2 separate regions of the Anas platyrhynchos genome follow, and region 1 is linked to region 2. Evidence: chromatin contacts called from public Hi-C data. All regions are on one chromosome and are shown on one strand. Each heading gives the region's core, a stretch centred on a gene start, on an enhancer-like site or on the middle of the called end of the contact. The rest is flanking DNA. Distances are from core to core; before and after follow the strand shown.

Region 1 (5,073 bases), core at 1,762-4,261, 130 kb before region 2:
TTCTTTTTCCTTTTCTTTTTTTTTTTTTCTTTTTTCTTTTTTTTTTTTTCCTGTGATGTCTAAAAACCATGCAAGAGAGACAGGGATTTCCATCCCTGGCTAGAAATCTTTCCTAGCCTCTTTCACTCTTGAAAGAGCAAAAGTAGCTCTGCCTAGCAGAACTGATTAATTGTGGTTATAATAAAACATATCCCTTCTAAAAATATCTGACTGCATTGTGTTTTAGGAGCTAGAGAAAATTGGCATCATGGCTAAGATGTATGTGTACGTAGTGACAGGCCTTATGTAACACATTAATGCCAGAACTAAACGCTGCAGATTGGATTTTTACAACAGCATTTTTCAACGGTTACCATGAAACAATAGTGCTTGGTCAGGAAACCGCTGCAATAATCCTGCAGCTTTTTTACAAGTCAATATTTAAGGCATCGCTACAGCAGGCTGCGTTACTACAGCATTGCAGGAGCTGTGAAATGAGCCTCCGTCATTCATAATTACCTAGACGTAGCAGACTGCTGCTGAGCACGTCCTCAGCTTCAAATCGGGGGCCGGGGGGGGGGTTTCCAGCCGTGCAGCCTAAGGCGACCCCTGCGGATCGCCAGCAGAGGCAGCGCAGCAGCAGCCTGCAGCCCCTGCCCGGCTCCACGGGGTGTCAGCAGCGGCTGGCGAGGGCTCAGCTGGATGGGGAAGGTGCCCACGTCTTGCTCTCACCTCCCTGTTAGATGCTGTCCAGGTGAGGCAGGTGTAGGAGCCTTCCAACCCAGACCGCCCCGTGGGTCTATCCTATAGGGCATGAGAAGGAAATGGGGTGTTGTCTGCTGCCTTGCAGCTGTTCCCAGTTGGTTGTTGGTCTGCTAGGAGATGCTGGCATGGAGTAAGAGCTGGAGAAGCTGCAGGACAGTGATGTATGGAAAAGCAGAGAACATTAACTGGTAGCCAGTCAGCTTCACCTTACTTAGCCTCTGGAGCTGGTATGAGGATGGTGAGCCATCCTCATGATCACCATGGCTCTAGCAGGGCCAAGTCATTGCCAGTCTTTTTCCTCTAAAACATAGCTAACTATAGATCAGTACAATGTGAATTGTGAAAAACATGAAAAACATGGCCAATGCTAAGTTATCCCCATTCCTCTTTCTGTGTCATAGCAATGGATTGAGTCCCTGTTGGCCCTCGTATTATGATGGCCCAAGACCAATCAAGTAACTGGGAAATAAGAGTAGAAGGAACACACAGAAGTATCAGTGTGAGGACAGGCCTTCAATTAGCGGCTCTACATGCCCTTCCTGGCACAAGGAGGCCCAAAGTTGTCCTGTATTTATGACAACAGCCTTCAAAGCTCACAGCATCTGCAGCCACTGCTAGGTCATGTCTCCTGTATCAGGCTGCAAGTAGCATGACACGAAGTCTCTCATACTTCACCTGAAATTCCCTCATGCTGAACTGATTGAAATTACTTCTTTGGTTTTTGTTGGAGCAGAATTTTAACTCATACAGTAGGATTTATACGGACAAGCTGCTTGCCAGTAACACCTCACTGAGATGCTCCAGCTAAGAACACAGTCCCATTGAACTGAGGCCTGTACATATGTTGCCCTTCTCTCCCCAGCCCCAGATTTGATTCCAAACTTGGTGAAGATAGAAAGAATTATTTTTCTGAAGTCAACACGCTTTAAGCTGGGCTTCACCCTGTAAATATTTACACAATGAGTAAGCCTATGCCCCGGTTCCTGATCTGGCTATTATAACCTAAGATGTTTCTGTCAGCTTAGAAGCCTGCCAGTGCAGATGAAGTGCAAAATGAAGGCTTTACAAGACACAGAATAAAATAATTCCTTTTAATATTTGTCCCTTTACCTAAACTTTTGTACTTTTTCCCTTTTACTTATTTTAACTAATTGTATGTAATCTTTGCTGGAAGTGTTGTATGGCTACTTCACCCTTTTTCACTGTTAACTCTTACCCTAGCTTTACTTCACAAAACTAAACAGCCGTCCCCACATGCCTCCCTAAATAATTGTTGGTTCCTCTTATAATTTGCTAATATGCCAGCTTCTATTTAAAAATAAAATATAATCATTGACTAACCATTTTAAAGCTGCTCTTGCCAACCTAAATTAATCCCCGTTCCACTTGTCTTTCTGCCTTTCTGCTCCACAACTGCCCCCTAGAGAAATAGCTCTGGAAGGAAGCAGTAACGCGCACATCCACTCACACAGCACTGGGAACACTTGGTTTGCTCCAGACTGGCAAGGACCGAGAGCGGTTTCATTAAAATTCTGGGTAAAAAATAAATGTTTTTGGGTTTGTTTTGTGGTTTGTTTGTTTTTGTTTTTGTTTTTTCGCATGAAGGTGCTAGGTTTCCCTTGAACATTTTTCTAAGTGCAATGAAGAAACCATGCCCTGAGGGGCACCAGACTTCAGTCTTCAGACATGAACTTCATGGACTCAACTTTTCCTTAGCCTATGTGGACATTTTGATAAGTGTGAGGTGAGGGGAAAGGTATGGCCAGTGCTAAGGCTTTTGGCTCCCTCACACAGCTCAGGGCAGGAAAACCCTTGAAAACTTTTTCTAAAGCACGGGACAGCCATTTCCGTGCTCTGACAACGCAGGTGGAGGAAGGACGATTATGGATAAGGGCTTCTGTTACAAAGAGGGATGCATTTTATTGCTGAAACTGAATCCACGTGAGGGCTGGTGGGCAAACTGGGGTTTGAGCCAGCGTGACTGGGGTTGTACCAATGTGTATTTGCGGGACTTTTCTCTTTATAAAGCCATTTTCTCTTTATAAAGCCAAATGAACCACAGACAAGCTTCCTATGAGCAGCAGGAGGAACGAGGGCCTCCTTTCTAGGGGCACATCCCCTCAGGGGGCCGCCCTCAGCGCCCCGCCAGGGGGCGCCGCCGCCCCGCGGCCATCCCTCAGCGGGGCGGGGCGGGGCGGGGAGCGGGAGGGGAGCGGGAGCCGCGCGCGCCCGTCCCGCCCCGCCCCGCCCCGCGTCACGTGCCCGGCGGGCGGCCGTTGGTGGCGCGAGGCGCTCCCGTGACGCGCGCGCAGGGAGGGCGGGGGGAGGAGGAGGAGGAGGAGGAAGGCTGGCGGCCGTTACCGGGGGCAGCCGCCATGTGAAGCCCCGGCCGGCGACACAGCGCGGCTGGGAGGCGGCGGAAGGTGAGCGGCGAGCGGCGCTGCGGGCTCCTTGCTTCCTTCCTGCCTGCCTGCCTTCACCCCCCCCCCCGTCATGGCGAGGCCCCCATGGCGGTTGGCCTGAGAGGAAAAGAGCCGTGAGGGGGGGAAGTAGGGGGGGGGGGGGGGGGGGGGGCTGCGGGGCCCCTCCCTGCGGCCTGGGCCTGAGGAGGAGGAGGAAGGAGGGAGGTGAGGAGGAGGAGGAGGAGGAGGAGGAGGGGGGGGGTGGCGTTATGTAACCGCCGGCGGGGGGCGTGAGGGGGGAGGGGAGGGGAGGGGGAGGGGGAGGGCTGAGGGGGCTTGTTAGGGTTGGGGGGGTGTTAAAGATTGGGGAGGGGGTGTTAGGGTTTGGGGAGGGGGAGGTTTGGGGGGGGGGGGGTCTCAGGTGCCCCTCCCCCGCCGGCACCTGCAGGGGGGTACCCGTGTGTGTGTATGGGGGGGGGTGTTTGGGGAGGGGTCGGCAGCGAGGGGTCACTGCGGGGAAATAGGGGAGGGGATAAATTAAGGGGGGGGGGAGCCCTGTCGCAGCCCCGCCGCCCTCTCCTCTCCTCTCCTCTCCTCCCTTCCTACCTCCCCCCCCACCCGCAGCCGGCTGCGGATTTTGCGCCCTGCGTTGATTGTGAGGGGGGAGGAAGGGGCACGGAGGGCTCGCCTCTTCTATCCCCCCCCCTCTCCTTCCCCCCTTTCCCCGCCTGCTGCTGCTGCTGTGTTTTGCTACGTAGCCAGCGCCGGCCTGACCCAGCAAAAGGCCCCTGATGGGAGGGAGGTGCGCGGGGATGGCATGTAAACCTTGAGAGCCGAGGGTAGGGTGAGAGCGTAAGCACGCGATTATTATTATATTTTTTTTTGAAGGGGGGGGGATAGGAAAGCCATGGTGCGTGCTGCAGTGTTCCATTATCCCCCCCGTGCTTTATGGTTAATGTTAGCCTTTGGAAAGGCAAGGCCTGCAAATGCTCGGTTTGTGTTAATGAGAGGTTTTTCTCCCTGAAAAAGAAGAGTTGATGTTTATTATGGATCTTGATTTAAAGTCGAGGTCCAATCTCGAATTTGATAGTGCAATGCAAGGAAGCAAACCCAGCAGATTGCAATTGCATGAGCTGAATTTTAACTATAACCTCTTATATTTAATAGCAATTAGGCAACAGTTTAAAACAGTCCTGTCGGAACAACAACAGCACCTAATGAAAAGGTTACAGCCAAAATACATTTGTGAAACAGCCCCGTTTTATTAAGGTATTTAATGCAGAAATCCAGATCTCTGACAAATTCTCTCTTTGCCATCTTGTCTCAGGCGTGTAGTCGCTGCCCATCCCCACCATAATTGTCTTTCACTCAGCCCAATTCTGCCACTGGACGGTGCACCAAATCCCTGTTGGTAAATAATCCCAAGCTGTCAGACTGGAGGTCATTGCTAGGACAGTTAGTAGAGGCTCAGTGCAGACACCTGCCTTGTGACTTGCTGCTGTTTAACTACTTGGAGATAGATTGTTTTTAAAGTAAAGCTGTGGTAGTATACTGGAAAAAAAAAAAAAACATATTTCAGGCCAATGTAGTAAGCTCCACATGTATATTTTTGTGCACAGTGTATGTCTTCAGTGCATTATTCATATTTCAGTGCATTATTCATATTTGGCCTTCCAAATGTATTGCCAGTCTGTCTGTCTGGATGGTGTGCATCCTCTTACCTAGCCATAGCCTGGTCTGCCTGGTGCAGCCAGTGTCTCGTAAGCGGGAGCTGAGTTTGATCAGTCTTTTCTCATCCCTCGACCTGGATTTCTGTCTTAAGGAAGCTTCATGGCAAATTTTCAATCTTGCTGCCATCCATTTCAGCTACTAGGAAGATTAAAAAAGAAAAAAGACTCTAATACAAAAACTCGTTTCAAGAACATAG
Region 2 (5,623 bases), core at 1,226-3,725:
GTCCCTATTTTAAGATACATGTGAAGCCAGATGAGACTGTCTGCTAAGGAACAAGTTTGATACCTGAATGACAAAGCCTGACTCAATAAATTAAGCTGTCCATGGATACCCAGTCAGTTCTCAAGTAACTTTTGAACAGAAGCCATTTCAATTCCTGTTCTTTTCTTAGTACAGTAAAGGTAGAGTCATGCACCTTCATTGTAAACCTTTCCTAATAGCTGGGAAATGCACTGTCCATCATTAGTTACATCTATTCTGCTTACTTTCCTGCTTATCTAATCGTCTTTATAAAGGTCTCTAAAAGCTGGCCATAAACTGCAATAATCTAATCAAAATGCTCAAACATGAAGTAAAAACCCCAGCCATCTAGTATTTCAGACAAACATTAGCAACACTGAATTTTATATTTGTACACACGTAACCCTTCCGCAAATCTTTTAATCATCAGCATCATCTCTGCCACTTGTACCAGACGTGGTAAGAATTAAGCTTCCGTTTCATACACAAACACTGAACACAGGAGTTAAATTATTTATTTGAGAGAACGTAAATCCAACCAGCACACCTTATGACTTAATTTCTTTCTGCTCTACAGGTTTCAGACGACTTCTAATGATAAGCTCTCCCTTGCTCGTAAGAAAGGTGTCTGACATTTCCTCTTCTGTTGGCAATCCATGAGGTAGTTTCAGCGGCTGTATCCTAAAGGCAGAAGAGTTTGCTTAGTAAGGTTCTGTGACTAGAATGGAGTTATATTAAGTATTCCAAATAAAATAAATAGCTAACAAACCTGATCAGATGTTTAACAACTTTCAGTTTGGAATTCACAGAAGGAATATTTTTGTGCAGTCTTGGTTGATGTGCCTATAAAGGATAGCAGAGGTTTTCAAAATACACTTCTAAAGCACAAATCTCTGTTCACTGAACTTTCCACACTATCAGGAAAGATATAAACCATATATGCAAATTTAGATTTAGAGAAATAATAGTTGTGTATTACTGTTCAGCTCTTATATACATAATCCATTTCTCAGTTGTACTTTATAGTAGCTGTAAAGAAATTGAAGCTTAGTGACTGTAAAAATTGAAGTCCTTACAAATAAGCAAATGTGCAAAAAACCTGACACCTGAATTCTACCCTATTTCTCTACATATTTGACATGCATAACAAGTATGAACAACAACCATCACCACAATACCTTATCCAGTCCAAGATTATGTATTATCATCTTTTCCCAATATGGGCGACCAATAACACTTTTTATTCTAGTAACAACATGGATTTTGTGGGGCTGCTCAGGGTCGCCTCCATACTTTTCATGATCTCCAGGCCGTGGCTGAAATACCTAGAATAAAAGTGTCACAGACTGTTTTTCTAAACATGTGAATTATTATTACACTTTAAAAATATATTTTTATAATGTTTTGCAGATTAATGCATTGACTCTGAAGTTAAGCCATACGACTGCATGGAGATACGTAGAACCATAGAATCATTATGGCTGAAAAGCCCTGCAAGACCATCAGGTCCAACCACACCCCTACCACCACTGTCACCCACTAACCCATGTCCCCAAGCACCAGGCCCAACCTCTCCTTGAACACCCCCAGGGACGGTGACGCCACCACCTCCCCGGGCAACCCGTCCCAGTGCCTGACTGCTCTTTCTGAGCAGAAATGGCTCCTCATTTCCTACCTGAACCTCCCTGGCACAACTTGAGGCCATTCCCTCTAGTCCTATCACTGGTTATCATTGAGAAGAGGCTGACCCCAGCTCCCCACAACAGCACTTCATCCACATGTATCTGACAGAAGCACCTCTGTTCAGCCCATGAACGGTGAGTTTTTCCACAGGCTTTACGAATGATTTTAGGAAAAGTGAAACTAAAGGGTATCTTGCAGAAAGACAAGCTACAACACAAATTAAACCCAGCCTCCAGTCTCTTTGGTTTTAGAGCCATTTACCCACGTCTCCAGAAATGTGCCACAGCACAGAATTCAGCCCCAAATTAAGCAGGTTGATGCTTAATTCTCAGCGTCCTCAGCCAGGGCAGCACGTACCTCCTTGGGAATCCTCGACCTGGTGAACATCTGACGGGCCCAGACTGCGGGCGCTACCCCCTCGGCCCTCCTCCCCAGCACCTAAAAAAAACATTATATATTAAAAAAACCATGTAATTTGTCGTCTTACAACACCCTCCAGCAGATTATACAGCCGCTTAAATTCATATTCGGCGTGCACGCAGCCTGCATTTACTACATCTCGCGGCGGCTGAAGGCAAAGAAAACACCCCGACACTGAGGTACCCCGACCTTTCCCGGCCAGCAGAGACCCCGACAGACCCCTCAGGACCCCAACCAGCCCCTCACAGCCCCCAGGGACCCCCGGGCACCTTCCACCCAGCTACCACCCCCACGGCGCCGCGCCCCGCCGCCATTTCGTGGCGCAGCTCCCCGGCCGGGCACCGCCACCGCTGCGCCCGAGTTCCGAGGCGGGGGAAGGACAAGGCTGAGGCACAGCCCCCTCCCCCGCCTCGGTTTCCATTTCCCCGGCAGCCCGTCCCCGTCCCCGTCCCCTCCCGGACCCCTCCCGGTCCCCATGTCGCGGGCGGGGGGCGATGGCACCGCGGCGCTGGAGCGGGCTGGTGCGGAGACGGTGAAGCGGGCGGTGGAGCTGGACCTGGCGTCTCGTTTCCAGGAGTCGCTGGTGTGCTACCAGGAGGGCATCGACCTGCTGCTGCAGGTGGTCAAAGGTACCGGTCCCATCGCTGTCCCTGTCCCCATCCCCGTCCCCATCCCGCTCCCAGTCCTCGTCCCCAGCCCCGTCCCCCCGGGAGGTGCCGGTGCCCGGGTGGCCGAGGTGTGGAGGGCACCGACCCGCGCGGTTTGGCTTCGCAGGCACAAAGGATGAGGCAAAAAAGCAGCGTTACCGGCAGAAAATATCCGAGTACATGACCAGGGCTGAGGACATTAAAAAGCACATCGAGAAGGAGAAACAAGGTGGGGAGCTGAGACCGACCCGTGCGTCTTTAACTGGCCGGCATCAGGTGGGCAGGGTGGTTAATGTGGGATTTCTGGCGGGGTCTTTACTGAAAAATCCTTTTTTTTTTTTTTCAGACGGCAAATACCATAAGCAAATCAGGATAGAGGAAAATGCAACAGGTTACAGCTATGAAAAGCTTTTCCAAGAGTATCTGACCGAGATAGTTTCTGAAGTTTGGGTGGAGGACCCATACATTAGGCACGTTCATCAGGCAAGTGGATGTTCAGCATAGCACATGCATGTAACAACCAAAAAAATCCAGGTTACTAAATTAAACAAAACTTTTACAGTTGTATAACTTCCTACGGTTCTGTGAGATGCTGGTTAAGGGGCCATGCAAAGTGAAAACTATCCACCTCCTCACTTCCTATGATGAAGTAAGTGCATAGATCTTGGTTTCTTTTTCCCCGTTCTCAGGTGACACCACACAAACACACGCAACGTGTGTATGTATGTAAAACTGAAATATAAATTTATTCTTACTTACACGAACTTGTTAGAGAAAGGCTTTGATGCCTTTGATGCAGAAAACACAGATTAAGAGAAAAATTAAATGTGATAGTTGAATATAAGTAATCTCATACATTCAGAGTTCTTTGATAAGTCTAACAAATCCTTGGTAAGACGGATCTTAAATGAAAAAGATATTTTTGGTAAAAAATTTGTTGTTGAAAATGCCATCAAAAACAAAGTGTCAATATATTTTTTTTTCCTTTTCAAACAGCTTATATAGCTATCATTTTAGATGCTTTGATGAGCTAAAACCTTTCAAACTATCCCTGCATTTATTCTATATCAAATAGTAATCTGTATCTAGTTCTCAAGGGCTGAGGGCGAGCTCTTCCTCCACATCCTGTAGTGTATCTGTAATCTGTCTGTTTCTTATCCTGTCAACAAAAATACAAATATACTCTCATCCAAGAAACTTTCTTTGAGTTTAAATTATTATTAAAACGTAACGTTTTTTGGGGGGATTTTAGGAAGAGGTCACCAAAAATAGAATGTGTGGTTTCAAAAAAAAATAAATAAAGTAATATTTTTACTTCTATCAGGGCAGTGGGAGGAATCAACAGACAAGTGGCTTGGAAGAAATAGAACAGTCATTGAGGAACTATGGAGTAACGCTGAATGTTTCCTTTTCATCTTCAATACATGATCGAGAAATTAGGTGAGTGATATAAAAAGTCACTGAATGCCAGTTAAAGTCAAACTACTACGTAATGCTAACTTCTGAGATAATTTCTAATTACAGCTGTAGTTAGCAAAGTGGAAGGCACTGGCCCTCACTGGATAAAGTTAGTCCTCCACAGCTTCACAGTTATCTTTTTTTTTTTCTGGAACAGAAGAGTGCTTTCCATTGTTCCATTGTTTGTACAGGTATCAGCCATGCTAAGAAATAATTGTGAAGGAGCTTGTAAGTCATGTGAATATAACTGTTTTTTTTCAATGTGGTCATACACTTACGGTTTTCAAATTTGTTAATTTTGTAAACAGATTCAACAATGGATGGATGATTAAGATTGGAAGGGGTCTTGACTATTTTAAGAAACCAGAGGTAAAAATACTTTGACCTCTTTAATTAACTAACACTGTAGAATAGCTTGTTCTGTGTTACCCATGTCAATTCTGTCAATTTTTGTAGGGCCGCTTCAGCATTGGATACTGTGACTTTGACTTGCGGCCTTGTCATGAAACTACAGTGGACGTCTTTCATACTAAACATACAAAGAAAATGTGACAGCTGCTTTTAGTGAATGTTTTTATAAGCATAAAACTGTAATCATGACTGGAAGATACCACTTGGGTCCAGCTGTCCACCACCAGAAGCAAATCCATAATAGGTATTTTGTCCAGCACTCCTTTTTTAATCTATAGGATTAAGAATATTTGTGCCTTTCCACTCTGAGAAAACAAAATCATGCAGTTCTCCCACTGTGCTTATTTATTCTGTAATATTAAGGAATACAAGCAATGTCTAAATTGGAGCTTACGGAGTAGGGGTTTATACTATACCTCAGTACGGGCTCTCAAAGGCCTCTTTACTGTCATTTCTAGTTTTACTATTAATTTTCTTTGTCTTGAGCAAATTTTGGGGTTTGTATCTTTAATTGACCACCTCGCAAACTTTTGTGGCTGAGGCACCGCTTCAACCCACATGTTCTCTTTGATAAGCAGCCCATGTATTTCATCTGGGTCTTGTACTCTAGTCAAGACAACTTTTCTGCTGTGTTTTAATCAATCCCTTAATAACTGACTTCACAGACTACAAGTAACCCCAAATGTAGCATTCCATTCTCTAAGCTCCTTGCATGCAAACATTGTAGAGTTCAGTATGCGGACATTTTAGAGTCTTCTTGTACATTTCTCTGAATAATGGATTTGGGGCTGGAAAGGATGCAAGCAACGTTCTAGCTGTATTCTTCTCACTATTATTCGTATATGTGCTTGTATTCCCTGGTGCATTTCCATCCTTTGCATTAAGCTTGGAAAAGCATATGGTCCTCCTTCCTCTCATTTTAATGTCTGTCCTCTTACCGCAGTCTGAACTGTAAGTAGCTCTGCTACTTAGTCCCCTAAAAAAAG

What was found. A called contact is a pair of places that touch in the nucleus more often than the background predicts.
Region 1: a contact with region 2 is called in a Hi-C map of subcutaneous adipose tissue, with 1.9 times the contacts expected there. The contact joins the promoter of REV1 here to the promoter of MITD1 in region 2. A contact is called at or near these places in 3 of 8 Hi-C or Micro-C datasets (liver, skeletal muscle and subcutaneous adipose tissue).

Annotation. Positions count from the first base shown.
Region 1 is chr1:140,027,717-140,032,789 of IASCAAS_PekinDuck_T2T, reverse strand. It overlaps REV1 (REV1 DNA directed polymerase), which reads left to right and starts at 3,011. Exons shown (of 24, transcript XM_038173211.2): 1 at 3,011-3,167.
Region 2 is chr1:139,892,707-139,898,329 of IASCAAS_PekinDuck_T2T, reverse strand. MITD1 (microtubule interacting and trafficking domain containing 1) reads left to right here and starts at 2,475. Exons shown (of 7, transcript XM_005013433.6): 1 at 2,475-2,750; 2 at 2,896-2,997; 3 at 3,115-3,251; 4 at 3,331-3,417; 5 at 4,093-4,208; 6 at 4,535-4,595; 7 at 4,683-5,623. The coding sequence starts at 2,597. The coding sequence ends at 4,778. MRPL30 (mitochondrial ribosomal protein L30) reads right to left here and starts at 2,537. Exons shown (of 5, transcript XM_027446367.3): 1 at 2,391-2,537; 2 at 2,059-2,139; 3 at 1,197-1,343; 4 at 788-861; 5 at 512-699. The coding sequence starts at 2,435. The coding sequence ends at 567.